3 separate regions of the Danio rerio genome follow, and all the other regions are linked to region 2. A link is a contact called in public HiCAR-type and Micro-C data. All regions are on one chromosome and are shown on one strand. The core of a region is the stretch at or near the end of the contact, and the rest is flanking DNA. Distances in the headings are between cores, read along the strand shown.

Region 1 (3,540 bases), core at 518-3,017, 460 kb after region 2:
CAGACAGCACCCGTGAGAACAGAACAGTGATTATTGTTAATTCAGTTTATCTCATTCATGTCAAGCAGTGTGTGCAGGGCCAGTGAGCGCATCCAGATTTTTCTTTAATTCTTAGTTGTGATTAGGTTGTTAATATATAATAGAATCTGTTAATATAAAACGTGTAGTAACGGTGCTCATAATATTTGGTGGGTGTGACTAAATTTTGTCTGGTGCACCTAATTTTTTAAGTTAAGAACACTGGTGCTACCAAGAAAAAGGCTAATTTTCGAGCCCTGCGAGACCTTAATCAGTAGTGGAAATTTGGAGATTTTCAGAAAATGTTAAATGTGATAGAGCCCCGTTACATTATTCCTTCATAAGACCATTTTAGGCAGATAAATCCTGCTTTCAGATCCACTAAAATGGCAGGTGACCGACCGCCAAATCAAGCAGATCTATGCTGTCTGAAGAAAAGGTGCACACTCATCTTTCTAAAAATAAAAAATTACTTAAAAATAGATTGAAACTGAGTTCCATATAAAAACTAAATTATTCTTTTCTTTTTATTTGTTTAACTACTACAATATTTACTACAATTTTTATATAAGCAGATTTTTTGTTTTTGAGTATAAAGAAGGATTTGTTTTATTTGCTGCTAAGCAGAAACCCCAGAAGTACAGCTTTATCTCTGTTTAAAGTAAAATAAAATAAAAAACAAGATCATACTTTTGTGATGTTAGTTTTAATACATAAAAAAAATTAAATCCGAGAAATCCTCTGGCTTTTTTCTTTTTTGCTGTATCGAAAACATACCAAACCGTGACATCCGTGTGCCGTATCAAACCGAACCATGATTTTTGTGAACCTTTACACCCCTAATATAGACATTTGGTAAAATTTGGTATTAAAAAACACCAAAACATAGAACATAATACTAACACTAGCCAACCACCATTGAAAAATATTAAGAAATACATATATTTTGGTTGTAAATAATGTCTTGGTAATTAAAGAAATTATTCAGAAATTTAATTAATAACTTCTTTAGAAGTATTGTTCGCATTTACCTCATATGATCGAAATAAACAGCAAAAGTGCAAACAAACGAAAGCTGTTATATTTGCAAAGTGTAATCAGAAAGGCTAACAGGATCTAAAACAAACACTTTCCTGCATTCACAAACATTTTATTTAAAAAAAAAACACACAATAAAATGTCCACCTCCCTGTGTAACACATTAACATCAATACTTACATATAAATATAGATTTGTTGATAAATGATTGCTCCAACACAAAGCTTCAGATACACAGGTGTAAAGTTTGTTTTATTTTTAAAGTACCTTAGTGATGATCTCCTCCATCTGGCTGTGAGTGAGGGTAGGGATGGTAGATTTAAGGTAGTCCACAATACTTTCAAAGCTGTCGCATTCCAGTATCTCTCCCTCGTGGCTGCTCAGCAAACACAGCGCCACCTTAAAAATCACCTCTGTGCCTTGCACAAACAGAAGGTCTGACACAAGACACACACACACACACACAAAAGTGTCAAAGGCCATCCACAACAAGTGTAAAACATCTGAATTTCAACACCCATTATGCATTTATAATCACATACATTGCATTAGTTCAGGTATGAGTATAAAAAATACCAAAAATACGGGCCACAAAGCCGAGTGGGAACTGAGAGGCGAAGAGAGTAAGAAACCAGGGTGCGGCATACAGGCTGGGACAGATCTCGTGCTCATCCAGGTGGGAGTACAGGTTACGGTGATAGTCGTGCAGCAGACGGGACAGCTGGTACATCTGGATCTACAGAGAAAGAGAGAGAGAGAGAGAAGAAATGTACTCACACTTTAGAGGGTTGAACTTTAAACGGGCTGCAATGTGACTGGCTGAGGCAGGCTTTCTCTCAGGGGATTAAAGATTGGCACATCTGATGATGAATAACCACTAACAGCTGACGAGGAAATGGTGCACAAGAGGTGGAGACGGCTGTTTGCTTGCTGCTTGAGCAAATGTGTGTTCATGCTGATTACAAATACACTCTTTCTCTATATCGTGAGAAAGGAATTTACAGTGAGTAATAATTTTTTTTTTTTTTTGAAAAATATTTACATATATTTCTTATTTTAAGGTAACATTATTACAAGTGTGTTTTATTAATACTGACACCTAGTGGTGTGGATGCAAAAACTTGAATAAAAACCACCAATAAAATGTCATCTTTTTGTTTGTTTGTTTGTTTACTTGCTGCCACATCAGACTACTATATTGATAAACACATAAAGTATTACATAATAATAATGATAACTTCACACATAAATAAGAGGCCAACGCTGTTTACTTTTCACAGCCTCAGTTTCGCAGATTTTTTTCATGCAACTTGACATGCTTTTTTTCTTCAGCGCATTGTGTTCTGCATCCTGATCAGTGCACTGAATTCTGCGTCCTGATTGGCAGTAGACCACTGTCAATCAATCTCCACTATGTCGTGTCTCCTGTACAGTACAGAATGCGTTCAGCTTGCCAAATTTACATAAATCTTCGATCGCTATCAGTGTGACTGAGGTGCTGGACTGTATGTTTGCAAGTTTTCTCCCATTCACATTGTCGATGAAACGTGCTGCACCGTCAAAGGCACTTGTAGTAGCACCCAAAAGACAAAGGAAGATGCTAACCATCGCACAAAAAGTTGAACTTCTGGACATACTGTACTAAATGAAGGAAGAAGTTATGCAGCTGTAGGACGCCATTATGGAGTAAATAAATGGTTTTGATCTCTGTTTCATTCTATTATACTGGATTTTTCTATGAAGGTTTGAACTTTGAGAGTGTTTAAACAAGAGAAAAATGGTGAAAATGTTAATGCCTTTTTGAGAAAAGTGTATAAATTGTCAAGTGAGGGGTTTTACATCCTTAAAACACCTATAATAATTGTAAAAAAATTAAGCTGACTACTTTGAGGATTTTGCCAATTGCGAATTTGGCTTTTTTCAGAAAGTAACTCACGCGAATAAAAAGGGACTGTTTTATTTATACACTAAAACATTAGATATTTCACTTCGAAATAGGATAATTTCCTGTAAAGACATTGTTTTGAATGATACAAAATTGTTTGCTTTGAGCATTATACTGACACCTATTGTCAGGGGCGTAGCTGACATTTTAAAAGGTGGTGGGGGGGCAGCAGAATGACATCCAAAAGTTTAAGTTCATATAATTATTGATCAAGGCCATGCAGTGGCGCAGTAGGTAGTGCTGTCACCTCACAGCAAGAAGGTCGCTGGTTCGAGCCTCGGCTGGGTCAGTTGCCGTTTCTGTGTGGAGTTTGCATGTTCTCCCTGCGTTCGCATGGGTTTCCTCCAGGTGCTCCGGTTCAAAGGTTTCAGTCCAAAGACTTGCACTGTAGGTGAATTGGGTAGGCTAATTTGTCCGTAGTGTATGAGTGTGAATGAGTGTGTATAGATGTTTCACAGAGATAGGTTGCAGCTGAAAGGTCATCCACTGCGTAAAACATGTGCTGGATAAGTTGGCGGTTCATTCCGCTGTTGCGACCC
Region 2 (3,686 bases), core at 37-2,536:
TTAGCATGCTGAGAGAGCTCAGAGATTATCAATAAGCATAGAAAGCAGTCCGAGATCATGGTAGGTTTCGAGAGCTCCCCCTGGTATAGGGAGGAAAATGAGGAGATGGGTTGGAAGGGGGGATTCTTTCAAAATTAAGGTAGTAGGGCAAAATCTGTCTATTTATTGTAAACTTGAATCAATGTGATTAGACTATTACTGATTACGGATGAAAAATACAGATCAATCATATCCTGAGCTCCTCTTGAAATTTGTAAAATTTCGCTTAAAAATAAACTCAAATAACACAATTATTAAGATTTGTTCAAAACAGCAAAATTAGTATGTGCTCAATCCACTTAAATTTGTTAAGTTAACTTAATTGATTAATAATCAAGATTAATAAGCAAGAAAAAAACTTTGAGTGCACAATTGTGTTCTGCGGTCCAAACGAAGGCAGCATCTATACATTTTCTGTTTTGCTTTGTGATATTCTGCTAGTTCATTTTTTGTCCCTTTTCAGAGAAACGAAACCTCTAAACTACCCACAAAAATGTTTTGACTGGCTGGTGCAAAAAACTTGGCTTAAGTGGGTCAGAGCAGGCATCATTGCATAGTGTCTTTAAACTGAATTTTAAAATTCACAAAGCAGCCTTTACTTGCTGTGTAAATATGTCTTTGGAAAAAGGAAAGTAATGCAGGTATGGATGGATACACATGAATGTGAGCAAATGAAGAGATGATTTATTTCAGGAGCAACTATGCAGTAAATGGCAGCCATAATAATATTATTTTTTCTCGCATGCAATATCAAAACAGCTTTATCATAATTACGTCTGAACAAATGTGGCAAAGGCAACAATCATACTGAATACTTTCAGATAGCCGGTTGACCTCGGCCATAGTAATTGAATCAGAAAAGATAAATTGTTTTGCCTGGTCAGGTCTACACCATTCTCTTGCTCATCTTGTGATCGTAAGATGAGCTGCCGTCTCAAACCAACATTACAAAGATCTCATTTCCTGTTTATACACCAACAACCTCAGCATCCTGTGTTTAATTAAAACTCTTCAACACCAGATGCCTTCTGTTGCCACCTGCTGTGTGCTGCTCCCAAGAGAGCTAATGCTGTGTGACAAACCCTATTTTCCCAATCAATAACCAGCACCCAAACCTGTCACATCTATACTTCTCCAGCGCTCTCAAACTGCATATGACATACCGTTTGCATCGGAGATATTTTCTCCACCAGTACACGCATTACAGGAAGTAAAGGGGCTTCACAGAAACCAAAAGAAAAATTCTAATCTAAATAAAGACATTGGCTTCATAACTTCCTCTTTGTTAGATCGAAGCTCGGCAGCAATGGCACATAGTCGTCACTCATACAGCCCTCAGAACAGTTACGATGCCAACACGATGGATCTTTGAGGTTCGTATATTTGACTGTTGTGCTTTGTAGAACTAAATTTGATAACTGTAAAACAGCAGGTGTCAAAACCGGCTGTCATTTCAGAAGTTTGCACTGTATTATATTGTTGGTCAAATGTGGTTTCTATATAAAGTTAACTGAACTGTTAGTAGACCGATTTAGATTTGTTGAAGTAAAATGATTTTGCACTGAGTTTTGTGAGACTTAGAAATGTTAAAGTTTTGGTATAATTGACTAATATTAATATTTCACATTTTGTTGCCTTTTTTACTGACTATACTCACACTTGTGTTTTTGTATTCTTATTCTTATTCAGTTCTCTTCTTTTTATTTCTTGCCAATTTCACTAACCCTAAAAAGTCAAATGAAGTAAAAGCGACAATTCTGTATTTATCTTGTCCAGAGGCGAGTAGTAACAAATTACATTTACTTTGTTACATTTACTGGAGTTAAAATTTTCACTCCAAGATGTCAACAAGAATAGTTTGATAATGCGATATATGTTGTACATCGAACAGACATTCCAACATATACATGAATTACAGCTCCAACCTGAAAAACACGTAGTGGTGTCAATATTTTCCCACCTTGAACCTTATTAATAGTAACTAAAGAAACTGCTGTTTAATGAAACAACTGATTAGCCCTGCAAATAATTCATTCCAACTCTTAATCATTACAAATGTAACATTTAAACATTATAATATATAAACATAACATATTAGCCTTCTTTATATTTTACCTCAATTTCTGTTTAACAGAAAGAAAATTATCAACACAACACATCTTTGCTATAATGACAGTAAATAACATTTTACTAGATATTTTTCAAGATATAGTATTCAGCTTAAAGTAACATTTAAAGGCTTAACTAGGTTAATTTGACAAGTTAGCGTAATTAGGCAAATCATTAATGATGGTTTGTTCTGTAGACAATACAAAAATTGCTTAAGCAGGTTAAAAATATTGACCTTAAAATGGCTTTAAAAACATTAAAAACTGCTTTTATTTTAGCCACATAAATATACATTATATATATATATATATATATATATATATATATATATATATATATATATATATATATATATATATATAAACTAGTAACTATTTACTATTTACTTGAGTAATTTTGTCATCAGATACTTTTTTACTCTTATTGAGTAACTTTTAAGATTGTTACTTTAAGTACTTGTACTTTTACTTGAGCATAGATTTTGGATACCCAACCTATCTCAGATCTATTTATCCTCATGCTGTTTCAATGTATTTTTTATTTTTTACATAGGAAAGAAATATATATTTATTTAGAAGGTTTGTTTCTATTTAAGTGAAATTTAAAATAGTTTCTATGTTACTATTCTAGTTATTCTGAAAAAAAAAGAAAACTACTGTTAAAGTCGGTTATAAATATACACTGAGATAATTGGCACACTGCTGACACACAAATACATTTCAAACCAAGGACCCTTCATTGTCAGTGCAGATAATTCAGGTATCCTTGTGCTCTAAGGCAAGCTTCCAAACTGGCAGATTCCAAAATTTGGCTGAAAAAAAAAAAACAATTTGAAAATCAAATTGAAAAAATAATTTGAATTTTTTTTTTTTTTTTGAAATATTGAGAAATCACCCACAAATGTGTCCAAATTAAGTTTTTAATCATATTACTAATCATAAATTTTGTTTTGATATATTTACTGTATTAAATTTACAAGACATCTTCATGGAACAAAATCTTTATTTAGTATTCTATTGATTTTTGGCATTTAAAAAATCTATTATCTTGACCCATACAGAGCTTTTTTATATATTGCCCAAAATATACCCATGCAACATAAGACTGGGATTGTGGTCCAGGGTTCAGGTTAGAGTTTAGATCACAAGTAAATTTTAAAACTTTCAAAAAAAATGTTTGTTTATTAAGAGTCTTTTGGATAGATGCCTCAAATGAAAAATCTATATTTGGAAGTACAATCACTAAAATCACTGTAGCCCTTACACCCTTTTTTTCATCCCTACAAAAAAAATGTTCTTTGGTAAATCCAGTTATTTCAGAAAGAAAAATGTATGTTTTGATTTTAGATTTGTTATTATTTTTGAATAGTCTGAAGTTTGGCCACTTACAGTATTTTGCCACACATAAGTAAATAAAAACACAGAAATTGGACATGATACAAAAAGGTTTAATGGATGTGGTCAAAAAAAATGGCTGGACTAGAAACAGATGAGATGATGAGTCCAACAAAAATGCTTGTTTTGTGCACCAAATGAAAT
Region 3 (3,586 bases), core at 307-2,806, 290 kb after region 2:
AGGAGAGAGAGAGTAAATCAGTGTTTGTATTATGAAAGACTCAGATTCATAGAACTGGATTGGAGAAGCATTGTGCGTTATATGCCATGGCAATAATATGCTTTATAAGTTTGTAAAAGCAATACATTAAAATACCCTTAAAAAAAAAAAAAAAAAAAATATATATATATATATATATATATATATATATATATATATATATATATATATATATATATATATATATATATATATATACACAGTTAAAGTCAGAATTATTAGCCCCCCTGTATTATTATTACCCCTGTTTATTTTGTTTTTGCACATTTCTAATCATAATAGTTTTAAAAACTTATTTCTAATAAAAGATTTATTTTATCTTTCCCATGATGACAGTAAATTATTTTTTACTTGATATTTTTCAGGACACTTTTATACAGCTTAAATTGACATTTAAAGGCTTAACTAGATTAATAGGTGAACTAGGCAGGTTAGGGTAATTAGGCAAGTTATTGCATAATGATGGTTTGTTCTCTAGACTATTGAAAAAAAATTAGCTTAAAGGGGCTAATAATTTTGTCCCAAAATGGTTTTTAAAAAATTAAAAACTGCTTTTATTCTAGCAAAAAAATATAAAAAATAAAACTTTCTCCAGAAGAAAAAATATTATCAGACATACTGTGAAAATTTCCTTGCTCTGTTAAAAACCATTTGGGAAATATTTTAAAAAAGAAGAAAAAATTGAAAGGGGGCTATTAATTCTGACTTCAACTGTATATATATATATATATATATATATATATATATATATATATATATATATATATATATATATATATATATATATGTAGTTTTATTAGTATTTTATTTAATGCTTTGAAAAATAATTTAAATCTTTGTAGACTATAAATGCATATGTACTATATATCATTTATTTAAATTTGTGGGCAACAAATTATAGATTCATTTTATTTAAAAAATATTATATTATTCTTATTTTTTAAATGCAACTATAGGGGTGCGGCCAGGTAGGGGGCCTTACAAGACAATGTGCCCAGGGGCCCCTGAGTTCTTAATCCGGGCCTGTGTATTTTGATTATAGATTTATGTATTTATTTAGATATGTCTTATTTTTTGCTACCCTTGTTTAATAAGCAGTTTATATTTTTCTTCATAATTACTATAGCCTATTTTTAGGCTAGGTGTCGTGTATTATAAAATGACAGCCTATATGGTGTTTGTTTCAAACTCTAGTTTTTTATTGTCCAAAGTTGTTGAAGGGTGCACATTTGATTAACATCAAGTAGGCTACCTCATAACAAACATTTTAATAACGCTCTTACTGTAGGTTGTTTTATTTCAGGTAGCACATAAAGTCACCATGGTAAAGTTCTGTCATCCAGCAGCCACTGTTATTACATACAAAAATGAGCTAAATCACGTTTTGCAGGGTTATCTTTAACAAGACTATTAGAGATCCTGAAAACCTGTTTGGATAAATTATTAAATGCATGATGATAAAGCCCCGCCCCGTTTTGAGGCATTGAAACGAGGCAGTTGCGTAATTTGTCTTGTCAAACGCGTAAAGCGCTTGACATCTCTGGCTGTCTGTCGTGTTGTGCTTATTTGCGGCATATTGAATGACGTGATCTCCAGTTGATTTCAGCGGAGGACATGCGGTTATGGGCAACGCTTTGTTGAGCAGGATCCACGGCTAGGATAAAACACCTCTAAGATCTGAGCGAGGCATTGAGAGAGAGAGAGAGAGAGGGGACGGTTACAGTGGATTTAATGACACTCCATCAAAGCATCACATTCTGGTAGAGTCGATCTGTAATTGCATGTTACATTGGTAAACAGTGCTGGGTGCCATGCTTTCCGAAACGCTTGTGTTATTTATGCATTTGATCTAAAACGCACTGTAATATGATCGGCTGCACAGCTTACATTTTATAGAAATGTTTTCAAATGGTGTTTTACTGTATATGTGTATGAGCATGCTGGATGAATTGTGCACTCTGCACTGACCTTAATCTGAAAACTCCATAACAGCAGAGCAGCTGTAGGCTCTAAATTCAGATGGAGTATTTCCTAGTTTATGGATGGCAGAGAGAAAGAGAGAGAGAGAGAGAGAGAGAGAGAGAGAGAGAGAGAGAGCGCATGTAATGGGGTTCCTTCTTCGGTGTAAGATAGCAAAAAGCCTGTGTATTCAGAGATGCAAACAAGTCTACTTGTTGCCCTGAAAATTACAGGAATTTGAACAAGTTTGAGAGTGGATTTACTGTACATGTGAACATAATGGACAAAAATCTGTCAGGTTAAACAAGCGTTTCTCTGAACTTGTTTTGTAAGTCTCAAGAATTCTGCATTGTTACTAGGAAGCTTAGAGGATTTCTGCCAAAAAGCTACACATGTATTCAGTGGCGAAACGTGTACATTAGCATTTATGTGTCAATAGCAGATTATTAGCTGGAAATATGCCATGTTTTGAGCCAATCAGCTGTAAACAGCACCTGACTAATGACCAGAAAGCATCATTACAATACAGATGATACCATCAGAATACAAAAACTTTCATCTGAACACTTTAAAAGAGTGTATGAACAGTAAAACTATAATGATTTTGTACAACTTTAAATTTGGTGGAATTCTGTAAGATTTACTGTATATTAAATTAGCTACCATCTAATACAAGGGTGCCCAAACTCGGTCCTGGAGTGCCGGTGTCCTGGAAGGTTTAGTTCCAACCCCAATCAGAATCACCTGAGCTGGCTAATCAAGCTCTTACTAGGCTTTCTAGAAACATCCCTGCAGATATGTTGAGATAAGCTGGAACTAAAATCTGCAGGACACTTACTTTGGACAGTGGACACCCCTGATCTAATAGGACCATGCTAACCAACTAAACGTTACTTTATTCTACATTTCTAATGATTATTGGTGAGTATTCAGGCTTGTTATAACAGTTTTTTCTGTTCCTCAGATCTGCCGAGAAATGGATGGATACCTGCCACCTCAGTTTCATGCATTGTCAGACCATAAGAAGTATTGTCAAGACAATACTTTTACAATGGACCAAGGCACACCATATAGCATAAACATGAATGTTTTCTTACCTGACGTCACCTACCTACGAACCGGCATGTGTAGAACCGTGAGGTCTGTGGGGCCGCAGATAAAGACTGAACCCATACATTCATCGTTCAACTACTCCAGCTGCCATGGCACCGTTGCACCCACCATGACCCATCAAGAGTACACAAACCTCTACACTCCAGCTCCGGAAACAGGTAGTAATGTTTACATCAAGCACGAGACGCCATCCATTGAATTTCAAGACGTTCCACTGTTTCAGCTGTTGAATTCAGATCTGGAGCCCAATGTGCCTGGAGGGCACTCTTGCACAGATTCCCACAATGCCACATGCCCTCCCATGTCAACGTATAACAGCATTCACCCAGCATCCAGTCATGGTACAGAGAGATCCATTTGTAATATGGCCAGCAATGGATATTCTCTACCTGCCCAGTTTGGTCAGCATCCTCAGAAAAGGGCGGCTTATCTACCACCCTCCCCACCCAACTCAGAACCGGGCAGCCCGGACAGG

Evidence for each region. Hi-C and Micro-C count contacts between places; a contact is called where the count stands out from the background. HiCAR-type assays count read pairs that join an accessible place to other places.
Region 1: a Micro-C map of caudal fin shows a contact between it and region 2, with 6 times the contacts expected there. The contact joins the enhancer-like site here to the promoter of gpr18 in region 2. A contact is called at or near these places in 6 of 18 Hi-C or Micro-C datasets (caudal fin, embryo, fibroblasts and 2 more).
Region 3: a contact with region 2 is called in a HiCAR-type map of caudal fin, with 7 times the contacts expected there. The contact joins the promoter of klf5b here to the promoter of gpr18 in region 2. A contact is called at or near these places in 6 of 18 Hi-C or Micro-C datasets (caudal fin, embryo, fibroblasts and 1 more) and 1 of 4 datasets of contacts at active chromatin or transcription factors (caudal fin).

The regions. Positions count from the first base shown.
Region 1 is chr9:32,309,193-32,312,732 of GRCz12tu, reverse strand. tbc1d4 (TBC1 domain family, member 4) reads right to left here. Exons shown (of 20, transcript XR_012385473.1): 16 at 1,633-1,792; 17 at 1,324-1,493. Among named protein-coding and RNA genes, the nearest start is that of tbc1d4, 49 kb to the right of the region's middle. Within about 2 kb of position 1,767, at least 3 of the 62 cell types and tissues checked have an H3K27ac peak or open chromatin away from gene starts, as enhancers often do. A contact at or near this core is called in caudal fin, where this site is marked.
Region 2 is chr9:32,770,110-32,773,795 of GRCz12tu, reverse strand. gpr18 (G protein-coupled receptor 18) reads left to right here and starts at 1,286. Exons shown (of 2, transcript XM_005167779.5): 1 at 1,286-1,412. All of the region lies in intron 1 of LOC137496481 (a long non-coding RNA gene), which reads right to left.
Region 3 is chr9:32,484,604-32,488,189 of GRCz12tu, reverse strand. klf5b (Kruppel like factor 5b) reads left to right here and starts at 1,556. Exons shown (of 4, transcript XM_683433.11): 1 at 1,556-1,799; 2 at 2,963-3,586. The coding sequence starts at 2,975.